2 separate regions of the Sus scrofa genome follow, and region 1 is linked to region 2. A link is a contact called in public HiChIP or PLAC-seq data. All regions are on one chromosome and are shown on one strand. The core of a region is the stretch at or near the end of the contact, and the rest is flanking DNA. Distances in the headings are between cores, read along the strand shown.

Region 1 (6,268 bases), core at 1,292-3,791, 180 kb after region 2:
TAGACTAAGGCAAAAGTATGGAGACAGGAAAAAGATCAGTAGTTGCCAAAGGGCTGGGGGTGGGATGGCGGGGAGGGATGAAGAGGTGGAGCGCTGGGCATTTTTAGGGCAGTGAATTTTCTGCATAACAGTGTAATAATGGATAAACGCCCTTATGCATTAGTCAAAACCCAGAGAATGTACAATTCAAATGAATGTACAATTCCTAATGAAAACTATGGATTTTAGCTAATAATGAAGTATCAATATTGGTTCATCAATTGTAGTAAATGTACCACACGAATGCAAGATGTTAATAGTGAAGAAAACTGGGGGTGAAGAGGGGGTAAAAAGGTATGTGGGAACTCTCTGTGCTTTCTGCTTAATCTTTATGTAAACCTAAAACTTCTAAAAATAAAGCCAAAAAAATCCACATAGACTATTAATAAAAACTTACTTGGGTGACTAAGGCAAAAGCCAGATCCAGGGTTAATTGCTCTGTGGTGGTGGCAGGAGGGGGCAGTTATTCCAAAATGAATAGTTTGCATGTTCAGATTCAACTCAAGTTACTTAAAGGTTTGGATTTCTCAGAAATTGGTAATAAACTGTATAGTGCCATCCAAGAGGAAATGCTGTAACCAGTTAAAAAAGTTACAGATTATGTTTAGAATAAAAAAACCCTGGAGATCCCAGGTGGCTCAGCAGGTTAAGTATCTGCCATTGTCATTGCAATGGCTCAGGTTGCTGCTGCGGCTTGGGTTTGATCCCTGGCTTGGGAACTTCCGCATGCCATGGGTACAGCCAAAAAGACAAAAAAAAAGAAAAGAAAAGACCTGAAATCATTTCTGAACAGAAACAAATGTTTGGCTTATTTCAGTGTCAAAAGAAACAAATGAGGCAAGCTGGTAACCCACATTTATTGAAAACAAACCTGAGTACATCAAACTCTACTATTTATCATCAGGAAATAAAACAAAAAAATTCTAGAAGACATTGACCCTAAGTTCAACAGCATGGGTTTTTTTTTTTTTTTCTTCTAAATTTAGCTTTTCACTAGTGACCTGAGACGCCCCTATTCCTTACTAAACACTAGCTAATTTAATATTTGGAAATATTTCCTCTTGAAGGTTTTAGAAATTTAGTCTTAAAAGCCATTTTAATATTAATATTGCAATTAAAATTCTGTTGTAGCATCTGTGTTGGTATCAAGGAATCAAAAGCCAAATATATCCATAATAGAGTGGGTTTATTTACATGGCATACTTTCAGAACACACTGCTCCACCTCCATTCCATATCTTGTTTAAGACATATGACTTCTGTCTGCTCACTGGTACTTGAAATTTCAAAACTGCAATCAATTCCTTAGGGTAAGACATTTTATCTTTTTAAAAATGCAAACAAACAAACAAAAAACTAAAAAAAAAAAAAAAAAAAAAACCCCTCAGTGAATAAGAACACATTTGGTTCTCAGTAATTTGTACCTTTGGATGGCAAGTTTTTACCTGGGGAGAGGAAGCCATCCTAATGACCGAGTGTCTCCAAAGTCTGGGTAAGGTGGGGGTGGGGTTGTTTAAATAATTGTAATTTTACTTAAGAACAGCCTTGTTTACAGTCTCCCTCAAAGCTGTGAATAGGAATGTAGCTGTATAAATGCCTGGCTGATATCTAGGGCAATGGAAGCAGAGGTGACTTTCCTGATATTAAAACATATGTCACAGCCAGAGGGATGTGACAGCTTCTGAAAAGAACTAAAGCGAACTGAGAACATTATTAATCAATAACTCATGGAGTTCATTTTTAGCACGGTGGGTTAAGGATCTGGCATTATCACTGCAGTGGCCAGGGCTTGATCCTTGGACCGGGAACTTTTCCATGCCTTAGGCACAACCAAAAAAACCCAATCTCCCCCCCCAAAAAACCCCCACTGAAACCAAAAACCTCAGGTGAGTAGAACAGACCCTAAACAGTGAAGGTAGATTTGCTGCCTCCTTTCCAAATGAAAGACACACAGAGGGGCGCTGTGGTGTCGGACTCCTTTGCTGCACTGCCATTCTGGTGGCTCTGAGGTCATTAGGATAGTTTTTCAGAGACTCCCCAAACCTTAATTTAAAGTCAGAATGCCATTTCTAAGTGACTTATCCCTTTACTGTATTGTGATTTGAGGGGGGGGGGGTCCCTCTGGTCTCTGAAAGAGGAAACATCACTTCCCCACTGTGGATTTTCACTTTCTCTAAGGAAATATGCAGTAACATAGTTAATACAGTTGAATCACTGCTAAGTCATTTAAGGCTGTTAAGGTGGTCTAATTATGTTTCACAAATAAGAAGTAAGGTTTTCTTTCTTTTTTGCTTAGGATGAATCTTAATCTTTGGGTTGTTAAAAATAAAAATTAGTTACTAAAAGAGTTGCCTAGTGTTAGAGCCAGGAATGGAGATGTTTAATTTTATTTTGATTTGTAAATTCCTCCCATGTGCAAGGCCCTGTGTTATGCTGCAGTAGCCCCTGTGCTCCAGTAGCTTACGGTCAAGGCAGGCAGCCTCGTAAGGTCTAAACCAGGCCTGTGAGTCTATGATTGTTAATCTACTTATGTTCCTCATCATTTAACACGAGGTTGTAATAGTGGGTGATGACATTGGAAAATACTTTGCAATTGCATCAGAACATTATCAAAATCTGTTTGAAAAAGTTTGAATTTTTTCCTTCTACAGTGGTATTTTTATGTGTATGCATTTTACATTATTTTCAAAACCCACCTCCAGCATCAGCCTTAAAATTTTACTTTAGTCACATTTCTACATTTGATTGCAGTACATCATGTTGGTATCTCAAGAACAAACAATAGAAATTTAATAGGTCAAAAACCATTCATATTTTAATTCCCTAGGTATCCATTCATCCTTTTCTGACCACTGCAAAAGATAACAACCAAGACAATGGTCCTCAGTTCCTCCAAGTGATTTTCAAGTGCTCTTTCTCCCTCTCCATATTAACTCTAATTAATAAGGTCTTTTTAAATTTATAGTTCAATATCAATGAGATCTATTGCTTCTTTCCTCATGTGTATCCATTTCCTTACATTGACGTAGCCAAGGTTTTCAACAGGCTCTCTTCTTCTCCCACCTGAATTTTTCAGTAGGCTGACTAGTGCCCCATCTAGTCACTACCTGTTTCTAACTCAACAATGGGAATAATCATCCTCAAATTCTATTTTTTTTTTTTTTTGTATTTAACTAGCCTTGCAAAGCCTTCCCCACCAGTGCTGTCTGTTTTGCCACCGTCATCTCCCATTTCTTTCTATTTGAACCCTCTCCTATCAAGCTGATTTATTTGCCACCTACTTTTCATTCTCCATCATTTGTATTTCTATTCTACACCACCTGAATGACTTCCTAGCCATAATTCCCTCTCCAGCAATCGAAATCCAGCCCTTTGTCCTAACCTCTTGCAAAATAAACTTTAAGAAAATATTCATTTATTGACTTTGTTTACGACATTCAACGCATACCAACTGTAAAGAACTTTAGTGGGTTCTGCACAGTACAGAGACGAATAAACAGAGACAAGTATCAGCACAAATAGCCATTAGTATAAAGCATGACAGATCTTTGACTCAAGAGAAATGTAAGTAAAATCGAGGTGGGAACATTTATATTTGCCATCTGTAACACAACCCTTTCTGTTTTGATGTACCATTTTGTCTGCGTCTTTAGGATTTTGATTAGTCAACTTATCAAACACATTTTGGATACCTGTTACTATGCAAGTTTCTGGGGGGAAAGAAATGGTATGAAGCAAAATTTCTGCCTTTGGGGAATGGGAAATCCTGATAGGAAAGCAAGATTTATATTTAAAAAGTGGAAGGAGCAGAGACACACAATGTCCAGATAGTGAACAAGATGATGTTTTTTGTCCCAAGCTGGATGGTCTTAGGCTCTTGAGTCCTTATGATGGACTTTTCACAGACTTGTAATATAATCCCTCCCCGACTCTCACCCCATGCTCAGCAGAATTTTATTTGCAAATAGTTTTGAGAGAAAAATATTGGTGAACATCTACATATTTTTTCCTCAGATACCTGAATTTTTACTTTTCTATTCTCACCTGTCTGATTTTTCTTGTATAGTCAAGAAGTATTGCCTAACATATTTTGGTCCTTTTAAGTGTTGAAATTAATGTGAGCACTTTTGAGTAGTTAGTGTTTTAAATATAGCAACCAGAAGTGGAATAGTTACAAGGGCTTGCAACTGTGAAAAATAAACCCAAAGCACTCTTCAAAGGTGACTTCTGTGCTGAACTGTTTAACATTAACATAGAAGTTAAAACTTTACTATGGTTAAGAGCTACAGATTTTCTGAACATAAAATCAAAGCAATCTAGAGAACACGAGTCAAGAGTTATTTAATCCTTTACTTAGTTGTGTGATTTGGAGAGCAGTTGATCGTGTTAGCATGACTGGGAATCTAGCAAAAGAGCTCATTGCTATTTTTAATCACTCTTGCAATGGAATCTTTACACTAGCCAATATCATAGTTAAGCCAAACATAATGGGTTGGATCAAATACATTCTCTTCTGTCAGTGTTATTACCAATATACACTGAGCCTCAGAATAGGAAAAAGTTGTAGGTTTGTCAACAGTCCCCCCAATGTAGTTTTACTTGTTGAAAGCAATTTAAATTGAAATTGGAAAAGTCAAGAAGACTCTCCTTTGATCACTCTCATTGTGAAATTTGTGTAGAACTTCATATTAGTTTGCCTTTTGAAAGTATGTTGCATTGTATAATAATGGAATCCAGAAAAAAAGGAACAGCTCACTGGCATGTTTTCAACCAGAGCAGATTATTTGCAAATAAAATGCATTAGAAAACAAACCAAAAAAAAGGAAGTTCTTGTTGTAGCGCAGTGGAAACAAATCTGACTAGGAACCATGAGGTTGCAGGTTTGATCCCTGTTTTTGCTCAGTGGGTTAAGGATCTGGCATTACTGTGAGCTGTGGTGTAGGTCGCAGATGCGGCTCGGATCCTGAGTTGCTGTGGCTGTGGCATAGGCCAGAAGGTACAGCTTGGATTCAACCCCTAACCTGGGAACCTCCATGTGCCATGAGTGCTGCCCTAAAATGAAAAAAAAAAAAAAAAAAAAAAAAGATGCGTTAATGCATTGAAATGTTTTTTATACTTTACTCTTGGGTGTGGCAATGTCTTCTGTTATCTTTTCTGTATAATTGGGGAAACTGTCAGCATCTTAAGGGTTGGGAGCATTTCCACTTGGTACAGGGGTTCCAAGGACACTGGATATCAGAGATGCATCAATAAGCAACAATTGGTGGGGGGGCTTCTTTGTGAATTATTGTACATGCATCCTCAGAGTTTGCTTTGCATTTCTGAATATTCAAGTTAAAATTAGCAGTTTATAGGATTGACTTTACTTAAAACCAAAAGATGTCTATTTATCAACAATGCTTTTTATCCATCTGTCTTAAAATATTTAAGTAAACTAAAAATTTGAGGAAATTATCTACATTCTAGTTAGCAAATATATTTGTAACAATAATCAGATATTCAAATGTACCAAATTTAATAGAATTCAAGTCTTATTTTAAACAATCTGAACAGTTGAGCCACTATAGAACTAAGAACTAAAACCCAATTTTTTGATTAGATGGAAGGTAGGAGATTAATTATTTCAGTCTTCTTTAGGGGAGGAAACTAAATAGATTTGAAGTAGACTGGTTTTTTTTATTGACCCACATATTCTTGTGATTGATCTTCTAAATTTAATAACTCCTTCCTGAAAAAACAGTGGACACAAGTAAGTACATTTCTTACTAGGTTTCATTGGAAGAATACCTGTATTGGTTGATGTGTGTTGCAAATTAGACCTAGAGGGGGAAGAAATGACAAAAATATGTTTTCATGATGCTTCACTCGGTGACTTCTAATTTGTAAAATGTTTATCACCAACTTGCATTTGCAATAGGAATTCTGCACTTTAATATAATATTAGCATTGCAGAATGGTTTATAAGATCTGCTCCTCAAGAATGCCTGAATTTAGTCTAAACTATTTCTTTAAATAGCCATGTGGCTGAAGGCAAGTCAGTTTGGGGCTGAGTTTTTTCATCTGTAAAATGGATCGTCCATAATAGATGGTCCTTAAGGTGACTTCTAGATATAAAGTTCTTTGGTTCCAAGAGTTCAGATAAAATTCAGGAGAAAATTAGAATCAATGGAGGGTTTATGAGTCATGATATGATGAAATCTCATCTTTTCAGTACCATTAAGTACTTATGT
Region 2 (6,255 bases), core at 3,294-5,793:
TGAAATATTATGCAGTAATTAAAAAGAATAACCAATGGCTGGCTATCTGGAAGAATATGGATGGTGTTTACAGACATCATGTTAAATGAACATCATGTTGTTCTGTTTTTATCAGGTTAAGAACTAGGCAAATGAATCCATGGACTCTAAAGTCAGGATAGTAGGTTAACTTTATGGGTGGATGGGTGATGACTGAAGGAGTATAAGGAGGATTCTAGGTGCTGAAAATGTTCAGTAACCTGTTCTGGTTGGTGACCACATAGGTATGCTCACTTTGAAAAATGTTATCAAGTCGCCCACTTAAAATCAGTATACTTCACAATGTGTTTATTATAATTCAGTGAAAAAGTGAAAGAAAAACCCTCCCCCTTTGCCTGCTTAGGAACACCTAAAGTATAAGCCAGCTGTTTACCTAACCTTCTGAGAAACAAGACTTGCCTTCGTAATCTGATTTTCTTTCTTTTAGAGGACAGAACTGTCAAGTTGAGGAAGGAGCAATAGAGCATGATGTTTTTATTTTACAAAGCATTTGTTTCTCTGCTTCATGAGATAATCATCAGTAAACCATGGAATGGTGGTTAAGATGAACTGCTCATCAGGCCTGTTGCTGCTGGGAACTCTGGAGAACTTACCAGTATTATCCCACAAGGGGCATAATTAATGGGTCGTGTAAAGGAAGATCCTGGCTCATTAAAATCCAGAATGAAATTTGGTATATATTTAATTATAAGAGTACATAAATATGTCACATTTTATTTATTGGTTGATTGACGTATAGTTGATTTATAATATTGTATTAGTTTCAGGTATAAAGTAACATTTTAATACAGTAGACATAAATGTAGGGCCAAATGGATCAGATGAATATAATTAAAAATGTATTGCCTTTTAAAAAAGGGTAAAGCAAGCATGATATAATATTAACATTTAAATACATGTAAATAGTAACTCTTTTTATATAGAAGATGGTTCAAGATGGTTATTCCTTATGTTGGACTAAGTGGAGCTATTTTGGAGTATCATGTGCAAAACTGGTCCTAGAGGTGGTTGTGCTATAGGACATGTTTGATTCTGGAGCCTTACTTCTGCTTTTGCTTTTTTTTTTTTAAGTACAGGGTGGGATAGTATAAAAACATGAACTTTGAAGTTAGACTGCCTTTGGTTTAAATCTTGCCTCTCGGAGTTCCTGTCGTGGCGCAGTGGTTAACGAATCCAATTAGGAACCATGAGGTTGCGGGTTTGGTCCCTGCCCTTGCTCAGTGGGTTAAGGATCTGGCGTTGCCGTGAGCTGTGGTGTAGGCCGCAGACGCGGCTCGGATCCTGCGTTCCTGCGTTGCTGTGGCTCTGGCATAGGCTGGCAGCTGCAGCTCTGATTCGACCCCTAGCCTGGGAACCTCCATATGCCGCAGGAGCGGCCCAAAGAAATAGCAAAAAAGACAAAAAAAAAAAAATCTTGCCTCTCTTTCAAGCTGACTGACCTTGGGCAAATAACTTCCTTGACATTCAGCTTTCTCATCCTTAAAATAGGGACTCTACTAACTGGGATATTCAGTAAGTATATCATATCTATCTTTATGTCAGGGTTTTTCAGTCAGGATTTTGTGTGACTGCATGATCAGAAAACTCAAAATAACTGAAAACACACAGGATTTATTCCACTTAAGCCTGGAGATAAACAGTCCAGCACTGGGTGTGTCTGCTCTCTGAAGTCACCAGCAATTCAGGGTCCATTTAAACTCCTTAATCAGCCATACTCAGCATGTGAGTTCCATTCTGAAGGTTACCTCATGGCTGCTGTAGCTGTCCTCATTGCAGGGAGAAAGAAGGGAGATGGCACATAAGGCAAAAAAGGTGCAACTCCTAGCTGAGTTAGCACTCTTTCAATTGTTTTAGAGTCATAAACACTCTCACTTCTTTCTTATTGGCCAGAATTTAGCTGTATAACCTCACTTAGCAGTAGAAGGATTTGGCTGATAAATGTAGTCTTTTAGCTGCAACCAAATTGGGGTTTTGTTACTTAGGAAGATGTGATAAATACATTTTGGGTGGCAACTGGGGGTCCCAGCCACGATGTTCACAGCAGAACATGCCTCCCCTTCTCTCCCTATTTTTTTTGTTTGTTTGTTTTGCTTTATCTAGGGCCGCTTCCCTTGGCATATGGAGGTTCCCAGGCTAGGGGTCTAATCAGAGCTGTAGCTACCAGCCTAAGCCAGAGCCCCAGCAATGCGGGATCCAAGCCGCCTCTGCAACCTACATCACAACTCAGTAAATAGAATAATTTTCTCAAAAAATAAGTGAAATCATATCATTCTCCTGATTAAAACCATCAAATAGCTTCCTACTGCAATAAAAATAAATGTTGCCTTCTTACTTTGTCCTGTAAGGCCTTCCATAGTTTGGCCCCTGCCTTTCTAAACTTATCTCCAATCATAGTGGCCACCTTTCTGGCCATAAATGTACCAAGGATGTGCTACTGTTAGTGAGACAGTAATAAAGAACGGGTGTGTGTGTGTGTGTGTGTGTCAAACCACATTATGTCATATCTTTTAGAAGTAAAATAACAGGCAATGAGAGAAGTTGAGACAAGCTTAGGTTGAGAACCAGAGTGTGAATTTCAGACTTCGTTTGTGCTCTCTTTACTGATAATTGGGAGAAAGATGAAATATGACCTCCTAGGTCTTCATGTGGAACAAGAATAGGTTTCAGTGATTAATGACTTTGAAAAGAACAAGGAATACAGAAACAAAAGACTATTATCAAGCAAGAGAAGTAACCATAGAAATGATAATAAATCAGTCATAAAGACCACTAGTTTTGTTTCAAAGGTGAAGATCAGCCTGAAGCACATCCTTGAGTACTTTTGCAGGATCCAAACCCCCTGGAGCACTCTACCACTAGATTAATTGGAACCCAAGGAATGATGATACTGACCTTTGCTGATCCACGTGACTTCGCTCAGTGAGGTGCCTGGATTTCGTTAACCTAGAGTGACCTGTGCCTCATTTTAATGCTGAAACCTCCAGTGCAAGGACAGGGATCATTACCATTTTTGAACATGCAATGTATGTTTGAGCATGTTGTTGCACTACGTAAGTACATCTAGAACTCCATCTCTATGTGGGAGATTACTCTTGCCCTTTCACAAAAACACACACACTCTTAACTTACAACTTCCGTGATCTTGCTGTTCAGGGAGACAGTGCTCTTCGTCTCCTTACTTGTTACAAGGAATAAATGCTTCTGCTGTGATTGAAAGTGCTTGGCATGTTCATTGACTATTACCCATTGAATCTGGTAACACTGCCTCATACCTTTGTTCTGGAACATTCTTCCCCATTTTTTCATGGCTAATCCCTTCCCACAGTTTGGGTCTCAGAGCTCAAAAAATTCCTGCCTCATGTAAGCCTTCACTGACCACTTAACTAAAGTAATTCTATTTTTTTTTTTTTTTGTCTTTTTGCCTTTTCTAGGGCTACACTCGTGACATATGGAGGTCCCCAGGCTAGGGGTCGAATCGGAGCTGTAGCTGCTGACCCACGTCAGAGCCATAGCAACACAGGATCTGAGCCGTGTCTGCGACCTACACCACAGCTTACTGCAATGCTGGATCCTTAACCCACTGAGCAAGGCCAGGGATGGAACCCACAACCTCATGGTTCCTAGTCGGATTCATTAACCACTGCACCACAATGGGAACTCCAATTAATTCTTTCTAAACTTATGTCTATGTTACCCTCATCCCACTATCTAATCATTTTTGATTCAGTGCATGACGTACCTCCATCCAGATAGAAAATGAATTTGGTCATGTGCTGAAATGACTGCCGTGTGGAGAAAGAAGTACCCTCATATGACATCAGTACAGAATGCATTGGTTAAAATCTCTTTGGAAGGCAATTTTCCAGTATCTATTACAACTAAAAACTATAGTTTTATGAGGGCAAGGGACTGTATCTGCAGTAGGACTTCAGTAGCTTGTTGAAAGAAAGATGATTCTGAGGATTAAATCACAAAGTATTTGATACCAGTTTTTTGATACTGATTTTGATACCCTTCACCCCATATGAGACCTCCTCTACTAAGATGTTAACATATATTCTCTAAAGTCAAATTTCTCAAACAGGTATATCCCAGTTTCTTGGGCAAGGCCTCAAGATTAACCTAATGCATCTTCCTAGAAAGTTTCTCTTTTAATTTTCTATTGAGTTGTTGGTCTTTCTTTTTTTTTTGTTTTAATATGTGAAGGCACAAAATGCATTGAGTTACAAAATTAACCCTTTTCTGTCATATATGTTTTAAATATTTGTTCCCAAGTAATTGTTTAAGGTGTTTAGGAGCAACTGCTGACTTTAAATTAGATGAAAATGTGCTTAATTTGGAACAAAGATTTATGAACTTGTGGAATGTCACAGGGAGAGAGCAAGAGATTCAGAGAAAAAGTCAGGAGGTTGAGGCATGAATCTGGTGCTTTCTAGCCTTGTGACCTTGGGCAATTACTTCATGTCAGAGAGGATCACTTTCCTCAGCTTTTGAGTGGGAATGATTATAGTACTTCCTCAGAGTCATGAAGGTTTGGTAACATCATGCATGTGAAAGTGCTCTATAAATAGTACTAAGTGAATAATAGTTTTTATTATGGATTTGACAAGTGAGCTATCTTTTACATTGAAATGTAATATTTTTGGAAGTTGGAATTTCTGCGTTCAATTACTTTTTTGGAAAACAAAACTAATTATCATTATGTCTCAGATATTTTTATGCCTTTAGTTCATTTCATGATTCCTGCTGATTCAATAGTTAGGAAAACTAGAGAGGTGACTAGAGAGGAAAAAAGGTATGGTTTAATAATGCTAATGACTAATAAAGGATGATACTAAAATTGAAAAGTGAAATAATGATATTAACATGGTAGAATTACATTTTTTCCTTTTTCAAAATTTTAGTGAAAAAATCTACAAAAAGTCAGTTTTTTTATTTGTGTTTTTCATATATTATAAAAATATCATGTTTTTAGGTTGTATATGTATGGAAAGAATGTGTAGAATTAGAGCTTAATTTTTTTTGTCTGGAAAGAACCTAGACACCATCTAGCCCAGTGCTTGTTTTTACAGATAAGGAAGTTAGAAATTCCAAGAAGCAAAGTAACTAGCTTGAGTCATGTGGTCACTGCAGTACAAAAGGGAAGAACTCATTCTGTCTCTCCTCCCTCCTAGCTTAGAGCCCCTTTCATCTCCTGTGACGTTTTGGAAGCATAGGTTTCATGTCTGCATGTTTGGGGTTTATGACAATAGCTACATTTCTTCTAAACTTGTCAAATGAGCAGCCACATTTCTTGAACCTAGGGAGTAAAAAGTTGTCACATTGTGCCTTTTTGGAGAGATTACTTTTAGCTAGGTTAAAAAGAATGGCTTTAAAAATTATTATATTTAAATTTACTAAATTTTAACATTCTACCAAGCCTTTTAAAGTTTTTTTCCTCTATTTACTTCATGTTTTCAGGTAGTAAGGACATTTTGGGAGACCCCAAGTTGGAAATGTGTTCATATGATTAATTTATATAATACAGATTTTACTGTTGCTATTCTTCAAGCAGAATAAATATTTAAAACATTCAAAATGATCCAAACTGTAATAAGATCTTATTGGTGACTAATTGAAATTATTTCTTTCTTTTTCTTTGTAGGTGTCTTTGGGTTGATTTTGCTTTAGGTTGACTATTGAAATTAATGGAAAAAAAAAAACAGATGACATGATTTTCTTGTTGTGAGAGGTATAATTTTATTTGTTTTAGTTATTTTTCTTCAAAGCATCTTCATTTCATGTAAAACATTAGTTGAAATAATTTTTGCTTGGAGGCTTCCCATATAGTAGAAGAAAAAAGACTGAAGGCATCTCTCCCTTCTTTTTATTGTCCCTTCTCATAGCAGAAGCAGTGCCCCAAACTGGTGATGATAAATGAAAGTCACTGACATCCAAAAATGCTAGGACACCCATTTTTGGCATCATGCTAAATAAAGTAAAATGTAGTATTTAACAAATTCATCCTGGACAGTGAACATTATGAAAAGTGAGAGAAGAGCCAGCAGGGGAAGAGAGATGAGACTGGAGGCTGATTTTCACAACTGAAAAAAAAAATTGACAACAGACAGTTTCTTTAGGTTGAGGCTAATTGATATTGTCAAAATTGTTTCCACTGGAAGCCACAGTTTTTATTAGAAAAGTGTTATGTAATTAGATATTAAAGGACATTAAAAT

What was found. HiChIP or PLAC-seq counts read pairs in DNA pulled down with a chosen protein or histone mark.
Region 1: a contact with region 2 is called in an H3K27ac HiChIP or PLAC-seq map of alveolar macrophages. The contact joins two enhancer-like sites. A contact is called at or near these places in 2 of 2 datasets of contacts at active chromatin or transcription factors (alveolar macrophages and skeletal muscle).

Annotation. Positions count from the first base shown.
Region 1 is chr15:101,887,125-101,893,392 of Sscrofa11.1, forward strand. All of the region lies in intron 3 of PLCL1 (inactive phospholipase C-like protein 1), which reads left to right. Among named protein-coding and RNA genes, the nearest start is that of PLCL1, 270 kb to the left of the region's middle. Within about 2 kb of position 2,542, at least 3 of the 83 cell types and tissues checked have an H3K27ac peak or open chromatin away from gene starts, as enhancers often do. A contact at or near this core is called in alveolar macrophages, where this site is marked.
Region 2 is chr15:101,707,643-101,713,897 of Sscrofa11.1, forward strand. The region is part of intron 1 of PLCL1 (inactive phospholipase C-like protein 1); the gene reads left to right. Among named protein-coding and RNA genes, the nearest start is that of PLCL1, 87 kb to the left of the region's middle. Within about 2 kb of position 4,544, at least 1 of the 83 cell types and tissues checked has an H3K27ac peak or open chromatin away from gene starts, as enhancers often do. A contact at or near this core is called in alveolar macrophages, where this site is marked.